2 separate regions of the Sus scrofa genome follow, and region 1 is linked to region 2. Evidence: chromatin contacts called from public HiChIP or PLAC-seq data. All regions are on one chromosome and are shown on one strand. Each heading gives the region's core, a stretch centred on a gene start, on an enhancer-like site or on the middle of the called end of the contact. The rest is flanking DNA. Distances are from core to core; before and after follow the strand shown. Region 1 overlaps ZC3H7B (zinc finger CCCH domain-containing protein 7B). Region 2 overlaps ACO2 (aconitase 2).

The links. HiChIP or PLAC-seq counts read pairs in DNA pulled down with a chosen protein or histone mark.
Region 1: an H3K27ac HiChIP or PLAC-seq map of alveolar macrophages shows a contact between it and region 2. The contact joins two enhancer-like sites. A contact is called at or near these places in 1 of 5 promoter capture datasets (skeletal muscle), 2 of 47 Hi-C or Micro-C datasets (epiblast stem cells and liver) and 1 of 2 datasets of contacts at active chromatin or transcription factors (alveolar macrophages).

The regions. Positions count from the first base shown.
Region 1 is chr5:7,191,644-7,196,728 of Sscrofa11.1, forward strand. All of the region lies in intron 1 of ZC3H7B (zinc finger CCCH domain-containing protein 7B), which reads right to left. Among named protein-coding and RNA genes, the nearest start is that of ZC3H7B, 7.2 kb to the right of the region's middle. Within about 2 kb of position 1,953, at least 31 of the 83 cell types and tissues checked have an H3K27ac peak or open chromatin away from gene starts, as enhancers often do. A contact at or near this core is called in alveolar macrophages and liver, where this site is marked.
Region 2 is chr5:7,020,234-7,024,953 of Sscrofa11.1, forward strand. It overlaps ACO2 (aconitase 2), which reads right to left. Exons shown (of 19, transcript NM_213954.1): 7 at 3,460-3,564; 8 at 2,563-2,654; 9 at 1,054-1,159. Among named protein-coding and RNA genes, the nearest start is that of POLR3H, 23 kb to the left of the region's middle. Within about 2 kb of position 3,253, at least 6 of the 83 cell types and tissues checked have an H3K27ac peak or open chromatin away from gene starts, as enhancers often do. A contact at or near this core is called in alveolar macrophages and liver, where this site is marked.

The sequences.
Region 1 (5,085 bases), core at 703-3,202, 170 kb after region 2:
TTTGAAGCTCAGCTGAGGTGGCTCCTTTACCAGGAAGGTCTCCTTCCCCAAACCCACTGAGCACAGTACCCCAGCTCACCACAGGCGCTGCACTGATCCTTGTCAGTAAAAAGCATGTGCTCGTGTCCCCGTTCTCTCCCTAAACTAGGAGCCCCCTGAAGCTAGAAGCTGCATCTGAGTCATCTCTGAGCAGCACAGAGAAACAGCGCCCAGGAATATATTCTGAGGAGGTGGAGTCTCATGAGTCCTGGAATAACAGTGACGATGCCGATTTCAATCATCACTTATTAAGCACTTTCTCCTCCCAGATGTTCTTCTAAGAGCTTTAAGTTTGACACTTAATCCTGGAGTTCCTGTCATGGCTCAGTGGAAACGAATCTGACTAGTATCCATGAGGACATAGGTTCGATCCCTGGCCTTGCTCAGTGGGTTAAGGATCCAGCGTTGCTGTGGCTGTGGTGTAGGGTGCAGATGCAGCTCGGATCTGGCGGGGCTGTGGCTGTGGCGTAGGCCGGCGGCTACAGCTCCAATTTGACCCCTAGCCTGGGAACCTCCATATGCCACGGATGCAGCCCAAAAAAGACAAAAAAAAAAAAAAACCAAACAAAAACAAAACAAAAAACCCACCCACTTAATTAACCTCCCTTAAGAAAGTACTATTATCATCCCCATTTTACAGATGAGGAAACCAAGGCGCAAGGAGGGGTCGTGACCTGCCGGGGTTACCATTAGTAAGAGGCAGAGCTGGGCTTCGGACTCTGGCAGTTGGCCTTGGGAGCACACACAGCATCACCTCCCAGCTTAAGAGTGCTCCCCCCATCCGCTCAGGCTGCCTTCAGCCTAGACCCACACTCCAGCCCCCGGCCCACCCCTGCACCTGCGGCCTGCAGACGGGAACAGCACCTGAGGTTAGATCATCTTCCTGCCTGGCACGTACTGACAGCCAGGAAGGCTTTCATTTCGCAGCCCTGACCCCCTAGCCCGCTTTCCAGGGCTGCACTCATGCCTTCCCCGTCGTTCTTCCGCGCCCCGTCTGTCCACCCACGCACCCTCTGCTCCGAGGAGGTCAGGGAGCGGTCCAAGCTCACTTCTGGAGACTACCTACTGGCCGTCGGGTACCTTCTATGGCAGGGGTTTTGAACCTGGGGCCCAGGGAGAGAATTCAGGGGTCTGGGACCTTTCTTCTGGGGTCTGGGGAACATTTATAATTTTTCCACTAACTTCTACCTGAGAGTGAACACCCCCCTCGACTACGAACGGAGGCAATGCACCACCAGAGTGTCAGACAAGACATCACAGCTTTTCTCCCTGTCACATGTCAGCGACTGCAGACGTAAGGTGTTCGTGCTTGCCACAACTTCGAAATCACGGCACTTAGGTTAGACTCGCTGCTAAATCTTATTTGTTAGTGCTTCGTCAAAAAAGCCCAGCTGTAGTTCAAGAGAACAGGTTTCCTTTGCAACCTTGTGTGTTTCGCTTTATTTAAAAAGAGTGTTCTGAGAAGGCATTCATGGGCTTCCCCAGGCTGCCCGGCAGGTCTGCGGTGCAGAGGGGATTTAGAAGCCCTGCTCTCAGGAATCCTGTTATTTATCCCTACAATAATCTCACCGTCGGTGCTATTATCCCGTTTCGCTGAAAAACGAGGCTTGCAAAACAAAACGTTTTTTTAAATGAGGCTTGGAGGGATCCATGACCTGCCCAAGGCCACACTGCTACCCAGGAAGAAGGCTGCAGACACTGGCACGCCCCAGGCTCCGCCAGGATCGTGTCCAGGAATGGACCTGCTGTGGACGCCCACAGGCCTCAGCAGGCCGCGCTCTGTTTCTTTAAACTGGCCACCTTGAATAGAAACGAAAGTTCAAGAAACTTCCGCCAGGCCTCCCCCACTGCCCCACCACAAGCCAAACTGACAGCTGCAAAGCATGAATCCTCTTGTGCCTGCAGCATTCCGGTTACAGAGGGCTTTTCCTTTCTTCATCTTGTCCTTCTCTTTCCCAACAACCTGAGGACCCATCTACATAGAAGGGTTCAAACCCACATCTCTCCCCAGGGGCATAGCCTCTACGCCAGCTTCCCCATCAAGACCAGCCCACTATACTGCTAAAGGGAGACACTGAAACAATGACTTTTTTTTTTTTTTTTAAATAGAAAAGTAACAGAAGCTCATTGTAAAAACCCTTGGGAACCATGGGAGCGTATACTTAAAAAAAACCACCCAGAATTTGCCCAGAGTCCCCAGAGCTCAGGGTGACTGCTTACTTTTTGGTTTTTTTTAGCAACTGAGAAGTCACTGCTCCTGTTCATGGCAGCAGAAATCCTGGGTCCTACCACCTGGGCACCAAGACAGTTTCATGGGCTGCTCTGCCTACGTCACTGCCTGAAGACAGACTGGGGCAGTGCAAAGAGCCCGGAGCCGGGTTCCAATCCCAGCCCTGTCCCACGCTAGCTTTCAGGATATCAATCTGAACCTCCGTTCTGACATTTACAAGATGGAGCTAATGATATCCACTATTTTGCAGATTTACATGGTCCCCCACACACACACACACGAGGTCAGAAATTTGTGTTTTGGCTGAACTGGGTACTGTCAGAGAATACTTGGCAACTTTCGAAATTATCCTGTAAAGGAGTTCCTGCTGTGGTGCAACATGACGGGCAGCTTCTTCTGCAGCCCCGGTGGCTGGTTCAATCCCAGCCGGCACAGTGGGTTAAAGGATCCGGCGCTGTCACAGCTGCAGCGTGGGTTGCAACTGCAGCTCGGATCTGATCCCTGGCCTGGGAACTCCATATGGCATGGGGCAGCCAAAAAGGGAAAAAAAAAAAAAAAAAAAGATCATGTAAGTATTTTTCAAACAGTCAACACCAATTTCTTTGCAGTTTCTATCTAGGCCGCTCTTTTTTGGCAAGGGCTGCCCTGGACCACACCGCTACTATTATTCATTTACTCAACAAATAACCACAGGACAGGTTTATATGCTCTGGGCTCCGCCAGATACCGAGGGAACAAGGTTAATGAAGTCGCTGGCCTTGGGGAGCTTGTGGTCCATGTGTGGAAAGATAAATAAAAAGGCCAGTGTTAAATGCACGAGATAAGTGAAGACAGAGATAAGAGCCGCAAAGAAACTCAAACAGGAAAAGCGCCAGGACGTGATGGGGGTGGGCTGGGCCGGGAGCCTGGGGAAGGCCCTCCTGACCAGGTGGCATATAAGAGAGATAAGGAGCCAGCTGTGGGAACATGGGAGAAGGGAAGGGCACACCTGGCACAGGGTATGGCTAAGGCAATGGCCCTGAGCTGGGAACAAGCACGTGAAGGCCATGTAGGGAGCAAGGTGCAAGGGACGGGCTGAGGCCGGTCACAGAGCTACACGCAGGCCACGCTGGGCAGTCAGCACTGCTCTGCGTGTGCCAGGAAACCACTGGCAGGTTTTCAGCAGCGGAGGGACAGGGTCTCGTTCCCGCCTTGAGAAGATCCTCTGGGTCGCTGCATTGAGGATGGATGACAAGAGGGGAAGGTGGCAGATTAGTTAGGAGGCTACGGCAGGGGTCCAGGCCAAGGTGGACAGTGGAGAAGATCCAGGAACATTCTGGAGGTTTTAAAATGTTTTGGGTGAGGAGTTCCCGTCGTGGCTCAGTGGTTAATGAATCCGACTAGGAACCAGGAGGTTGTGGGTTCAATCCCTGGCCTCGTGAAGGGGGTTAAGGATCTGGCATTGCCATGAGCTGTGGTGTGGGTCGCAGACGTGGCTCGGATCCCACGTTACTGTGGCTGTGGTATAGGCTGGCGGCTACAGCTCCGATTAGACCCCTAGCCTGGGAACCTCCATATGCCACAGGAGTGGCCCTAGAAAAGGCAAAAAGACCAAAAAAAAAAAAAAAAAAAGAGTTTCAGGTGACCCCACCCATGACCTCACACTGGGTGGTCTTTATAGCTTTCAAAGTCCCTTCATTTGAGTCTAGAGGAAACCTGGGGCGGAGGGGATGGAATCAGCAAGGCCCTTTCAGAGACGAGGGGACTGCGACAAGGCGATGAGATGGTGGTGCCCCGGCTCACGGCGAGGGGGTGCTGGAGCTGGGAATGAAAGCCAGGACTTTGGACTCCCTGCCCTGCGGTCCTCTGCCTGCACAGGAACAGGATATGACATGGAATGTTCCAGAAACCAAGAGCTTAGCTGAGCTTCCGAAAAGCCCATGAGGGTCACAGCCTCGACCTGCCTGCAGCCGTCAAGGAAGGACTCCGCAGACGCTCACCCACGGAGCCCAGCACTTCAGAAGACTGTTCTTGGCCCAGGAAATGTGACACCCTGCTCCCTCTCTGAGTCACAGTGCAGACAGGGCAGGCAGAAGCCAAGAGTGGGTGGCCCATCGGTTTTCTTCTGAAAAGCGGGGACTTCTCTCACCTTGAAGGATTATCATGAGGATTAATGAGAGACCTTGGGCAAAGCACGATACAAATGTTAGAAAATTAGGGTTTCCAGACAGGTGAGAAAAGAGTTCCATGGCGACTGAGATGGCTTGAAGGCATCTCTCCTGCGGGCCTGGCTCCCTCTGACCCCATGCTCTACCTCAGCCATGACTGAAACCTCAGTCTTTTCATCTACAAAATGGGGCTGCTAATAATCGGTCCTGCCTTGAAGAGTCCTTAAGCGGAGTCAATAAAAGAAAGCACCAAAAGTGCAAGCACAGTGTCGGTACGCAGCCACATTCCAGACCTGGTGGCTGCTGTCGCGACTGCCACTGTCACCATCAAGCACAGCCTCTGATTCTCGGCTCAGAAATTGCTGCTGAACTGAAGTCAACTACGGATGGGTCCTAAAGGCAGAAACGCAGCTGCCCCTTCCCTCTGGGCCTCCCCAGCCTGATGGGGAGACAGCGCTAGTACACCTGCAGAAGCCATCAGGGCGCCTGCAAAGAAACGGACTCACCGGGAGACATAAACAAGGTGGGAAGGAGCCCCATGGCTGGTGATGACAGAGCAAGGAAAACGAGCCCGTTTTCTATGGGCCATTAAATGTGATGAAAGGAGCTGGCTTCTGTGGAGGCTCCTGGGAACTGACATGCAGCAGTCACTTCATCAACCCAGGCTGA
Region 2 (4,720 bases), core at 2,003-4,502:
CGCAGCTGCCCGGCCTACTGCTCATGGCAATGCCAGATCCTTAACCCACTGAGCAAGGCCAGGGATCAAACCCACATCCTCATGGATCCTAGTTGGGTTCGTTTCTGCTGCGCCGCAACGGAAACTCCCAGGAGTTCTTTTTAAAACATCACCGTCATTCAAAAGTCAGTAAAGACTGTCTGTCACTGCAGACAGTCTCTCTCACCAATGCAACAATTTCTTTTTTTTTCCTTCGCTGGCTGCACTCGAGACAGGTGGAAGTTCCCAGGCCAGGGCAGAACCTGAGCTACAGTTGCAGCCTGCACCACAGCTGCGCAACACCAGATCCTTAATCTGCTATGCTATCCGGGGACTTAACAGCCATTTATTTTCTAGTTACTAAGATACCAAAGATTTCTTTTTGGTTCTTTCAACTAACAGGGCGGAACACATGCTACGCACTCCCTGTCAGCACCAGGGAATGTGAGAACTTGCCCCTCTTCCCGGCAATTTTTAATGGGTAGGTACAGTGTCACTGCCACTTTACAGATGGGGAGGGAACTGGGGCACAGGAGGTGAAGGACTCTGCTCACGGTCGCCCAGCTATGAAGTGGCAGAGTCAGATTCAAATCTAGGCCACCTGGGTCCACGTGCTTCAAAGCCACACTAGACGGTGACAACGGCAGGCGCTAGTGACACAAACATGCCAGCGTGTCCATGTATGTAAATCATGTGAAGTAAAATCAGGCATCGTGGTTGGTATAAGGAGATGCTTGTAAAACAGAAAAATACCCCCAGTGTGCCGAGTACACAGAAACATGGGCAAAGAGCTCCGAGAGCTGGTTCTGCCTGAGGGTTGAAATCCAGGGTATTTTAAAATTCTTCTTTGTCAATATTTCTCTACACGGGTATACATATGTTTTATACCAAGAAAAACAGTTTCTTCAAAAAGCCTTAAAGAAAAAAAAACCAACTATTTCTGAAAGTGCCCGGCACATTCAGGAAGGACCCTGTGGTCAGCACAGGCGACTGGGCGCTGCCCTGGGTTGGCCCTGGGCAGGGGGAGGTGCTCACCTACTCGGATGTCCAGCGGCCACCCCTCCTTCTCTGCCACGCTGCCCACTTCCGCCACGGGGTGAGCCAGGTCAGGGGTGAAGGGCCCGTTGATGTGTGGCTTCAGCTAAAGGACAAAAGGCAAGAGGAGAGAGCAGGTCTTGGTGTGTGGACCGCCTCTCTCTTCAGGGCTCACCAAGTCATGCGGGGCCTGGGAGGCAGGCCAACCCCTGCTCGCCTGGCTCAGACCTCAACCCAGGAAACGCCTGAGCAACAGGCACCATCCATGCACCAGCCCCTGGGATTCCTCCAACCCCACAGGCTGTTATCCCCAGTCTGCAGGTGACAGAGCTGCCATGCTTTGCTCAAGGTCACACAGCTGGGAGATAGCAGAGGATGGAATGAATCAAGGCTGCCAGCTTCCTAAGCCCATTTTCTCCCATACTGTGGTGCTTCTGGAATCTTAGGAAAACACAGACTTAAGGGCCAGATACTTCTTAGGGCCACGCCCACAGTATATGGAAGTTCCCAGGCTAGCAGTTAAATTCACCAGTTTAGCTGCCCACCTACACCACAGCCATAGCTATGCAGGATCTGAGCCAGGTCTGTGACCTACACCACAGCTCACGGCAAACGCTGGATTCTTCACCCACTGAACGAGGCCAGGGATCAAACCTGCAACCTCATAGATGCTAGTCAGATGCGTTTCTGCTGAGCTATGACGGGAACTCCCCAGATACTTTATATGTGATACCTTTTTTTTTTTTTTTTTCTTTTTAGGGCCACAGCTGCAGTGTATGGAAGTTCTCAGGCTAAGGGTCAAATTGGAGCTGCAGCTGCTGGCCTACACCACAGCCATAGCAAGAGCCAAGCTGCATCTGGGACCTATGCTGCACTTTGTGGCAATGCAAGATACTTAACCCAAAGAGCAAGGACAGGGATCGAACTCATATCCTCAGGGACACTATGTCAGGTTTTTAACCCGTTAAGCCACAATGGGAATTCCTATATTTGATAATACTTATTAATCAATGTGAAGCATTTAGCAAAGCACCTGATACACAGTCAGCGTTCAATAAACGTTAGCAATTATTACCCTTGGCCACTCCGCTGCTTCTGCTCCTCTGACCCACCCTTCCTCTGGCCTTCCAAAGCCGCCCTGTCTACAGGTCTCAGGGTGCCAGGCTCAGGCCTGGGAATTTGGGGCCTTGTCCTCTGAACTCTAACAAAGCAAGCTCAAGTGAAATCTTGGCTTCTGCTAAAGCTGAAGAGGGGGCAAATGTTTCTGAATCACTAGCCACCGCCACCCCTACTCTCCCCTAGGCTACCTAGCCTTCCTGCTGCCCTACCACTCCACTGTGCCTGACTCAGGCAGCGGTTTGCAGACACACTAGGGAACCAAAAGCTTAGGAGCTGTGCTGGGTGTACAGGCAGGGACCTGCCCTGGCTCTCCCCAGCGCCCACCAGAAGTCCCCAGACGGGGTCTGATCGCCCATCCTCAAGCTCCTTGGAACCAATTCCCTTCCTCACCTCGCTGAGGTTAATTTCAATCACTTGGTCATAATGGCAGCCAGGGTCAGGTACCAAGTGGTCCTTGAATTCGTCAGCGAGGTTGGCAATATCTGAAATTAACAAGGGGGAGAAAGAGGCATGTAAAGCAAACTGGTCATAAGCCTCCATCCGTCCATCCACATGAGCCACAGGTACCTGGCACCTGCCCAACCCTGAGCCCTGGGCACTGGCTGGGAAAACAAAGAACAAAGCAAACACCACAGGACACTGTTCCTGGCCTTGAGGGGATCGCAATCTAGAAAGGAAGCTATCGGCCAGAAGTTTCAACATAGTATGACAGAGGCACCCAGGAACAGAGGGACACGGAGAAGCACTGAGTTTTAAAGGAAAAGAAGTCACATGATATAAACACAAGGGAAGGGCCTTCTAGGTAGGACTCCATGTGCCAGAGCTTAGAAACAGACACACTCTCCCCAGGGCCCCCTGGCCTCGGGCTCCCCCAATTCCCCCTCATCTCTCTTCAGAGGCTCCAGCAATCTCTCCTGCAGGCCTTATTTCCAACTCTGGGCTTCAAAGAAGCCAAGCTAGAGCCTCAGGGAAGTTGGGGAAGGCTGAGAAAGTGTTCTTGTTCCTAACGTTTCCGCTAGGGCAGGAATTACAAACAGAAGCAAATCCATGTCATTTCCAGAGCTTCCTGTAGAGGGCACTGGGGACCAGGCCAAGGAGAACCGGTGTTCAGACACCTTTCAGGTGAAACTTCAATTCCAATCCTGAGGCACGGCCGCCTCACACCCTGAGAAGCTGAGAGCTACAGACATCCCGCTCAGGAGCAGTAGGGCACACATGCCTCAGCGACCGCGAGGGACGTCTCGGAGCCAGTCTGGGGGCCCCTGGTTTAGACCCCCACTGGCTCACCTGCCCGGCCTGTCTTGCTCAGGTACTTCTTCATCCTGTGGTTGTAAGGAAACACGGAGGTGGTGGCCCCGATCTCTGCGCCCATGTTGCAGATTGTCGCCATGCCTGCGGAGAAGCAGAGCCCACGGGCAGGGCTGGCTGAGCAGCTGGTGAGGGTCCCACACCCTGGTTAGGTCTGCACACATGCCTTCACACCAGGGAGCTGGCATCATTCTTTCCCTCGCTCGCACTGTCCTTGTGGCCCATGGTTAACACAAGAGCCAGTAAAGAGAGGCCACGGGCCAGAGCTCAGTGTCCCAGCTCCGAGTGGCCACTGGGTGGGTGGAGTGAGGAGGACACAAGATTCAGCCCCTACAAGCCGCGCTCCAGTTCTGGGTCTGGCTGACCTGTCGCCATGTAATGAAAGCTGACCTGGCCAGACTGCCCAGTCGTTACTGTGTCTATCTGCAGGTGAGCGAACCGGCTCAGGTCCAAGGCCGGGCCATACAGCAAATGCAAGCGTGGCGTGCAGGCCTAGGTCTCTGCGTGGTGTGCAGGCCTGCACTCTTTCCAGCAATACTACCGGAATGATGTGCACTGCCTGGACAACGAGCCGCCCACAGAGCTGAAGGGTTACAGATGTCCTGACTGCTCTCAGGACTCCAGCCTCACGGGTTGTGGGGACATGGGTCTTGGCTTCTTACCAACTTCCTTTTTTTGGCTTCTTAGGACCACACCCACAGAATATGGAGGTTCCCAGGCTAGAGGTCTAATCTGAGCTACGGCTGCCTAGCCTATACCACAGCAATGCCGGACCTGACCTGCATCTGTGACCTACACCACAGCTCACGGCAACACCAGATCCTTATCCTACTCAGTGTGGCCAGGGATCAAACCCACAACCTCATGGTTCCTAGTCGATTCGTTTCCGCTGCGCCATGACGGGAACTCCACCAACTTTCTAACTGAGCTGTCCAGTGGCAGTAAGGACCACCTAAAGAGTGACCCCATTTCACTGGAGGGAACAAGGGCCAGCTGAGCTGAGGCAGGTGCCTGGGGAAGTCTGGACCAAATCCTCTCTCAGGCTCGTGCCCGGTCTACCTGGATTTCCAAGGGCCCAGGCACTGAGACCAGGGCACCCGGAGTGGTGAGTAGGAAGGGGCTGGCTTCTCCCGGGTCTGGACACTAACAAGTGATGGCCTCTCCTTCAAAGGAAGAGAGCGGGCTCCACCTTCAGCCAAGACAAGATGTAAGAATGGAGCGACTTCGTGACCCAAGCCCT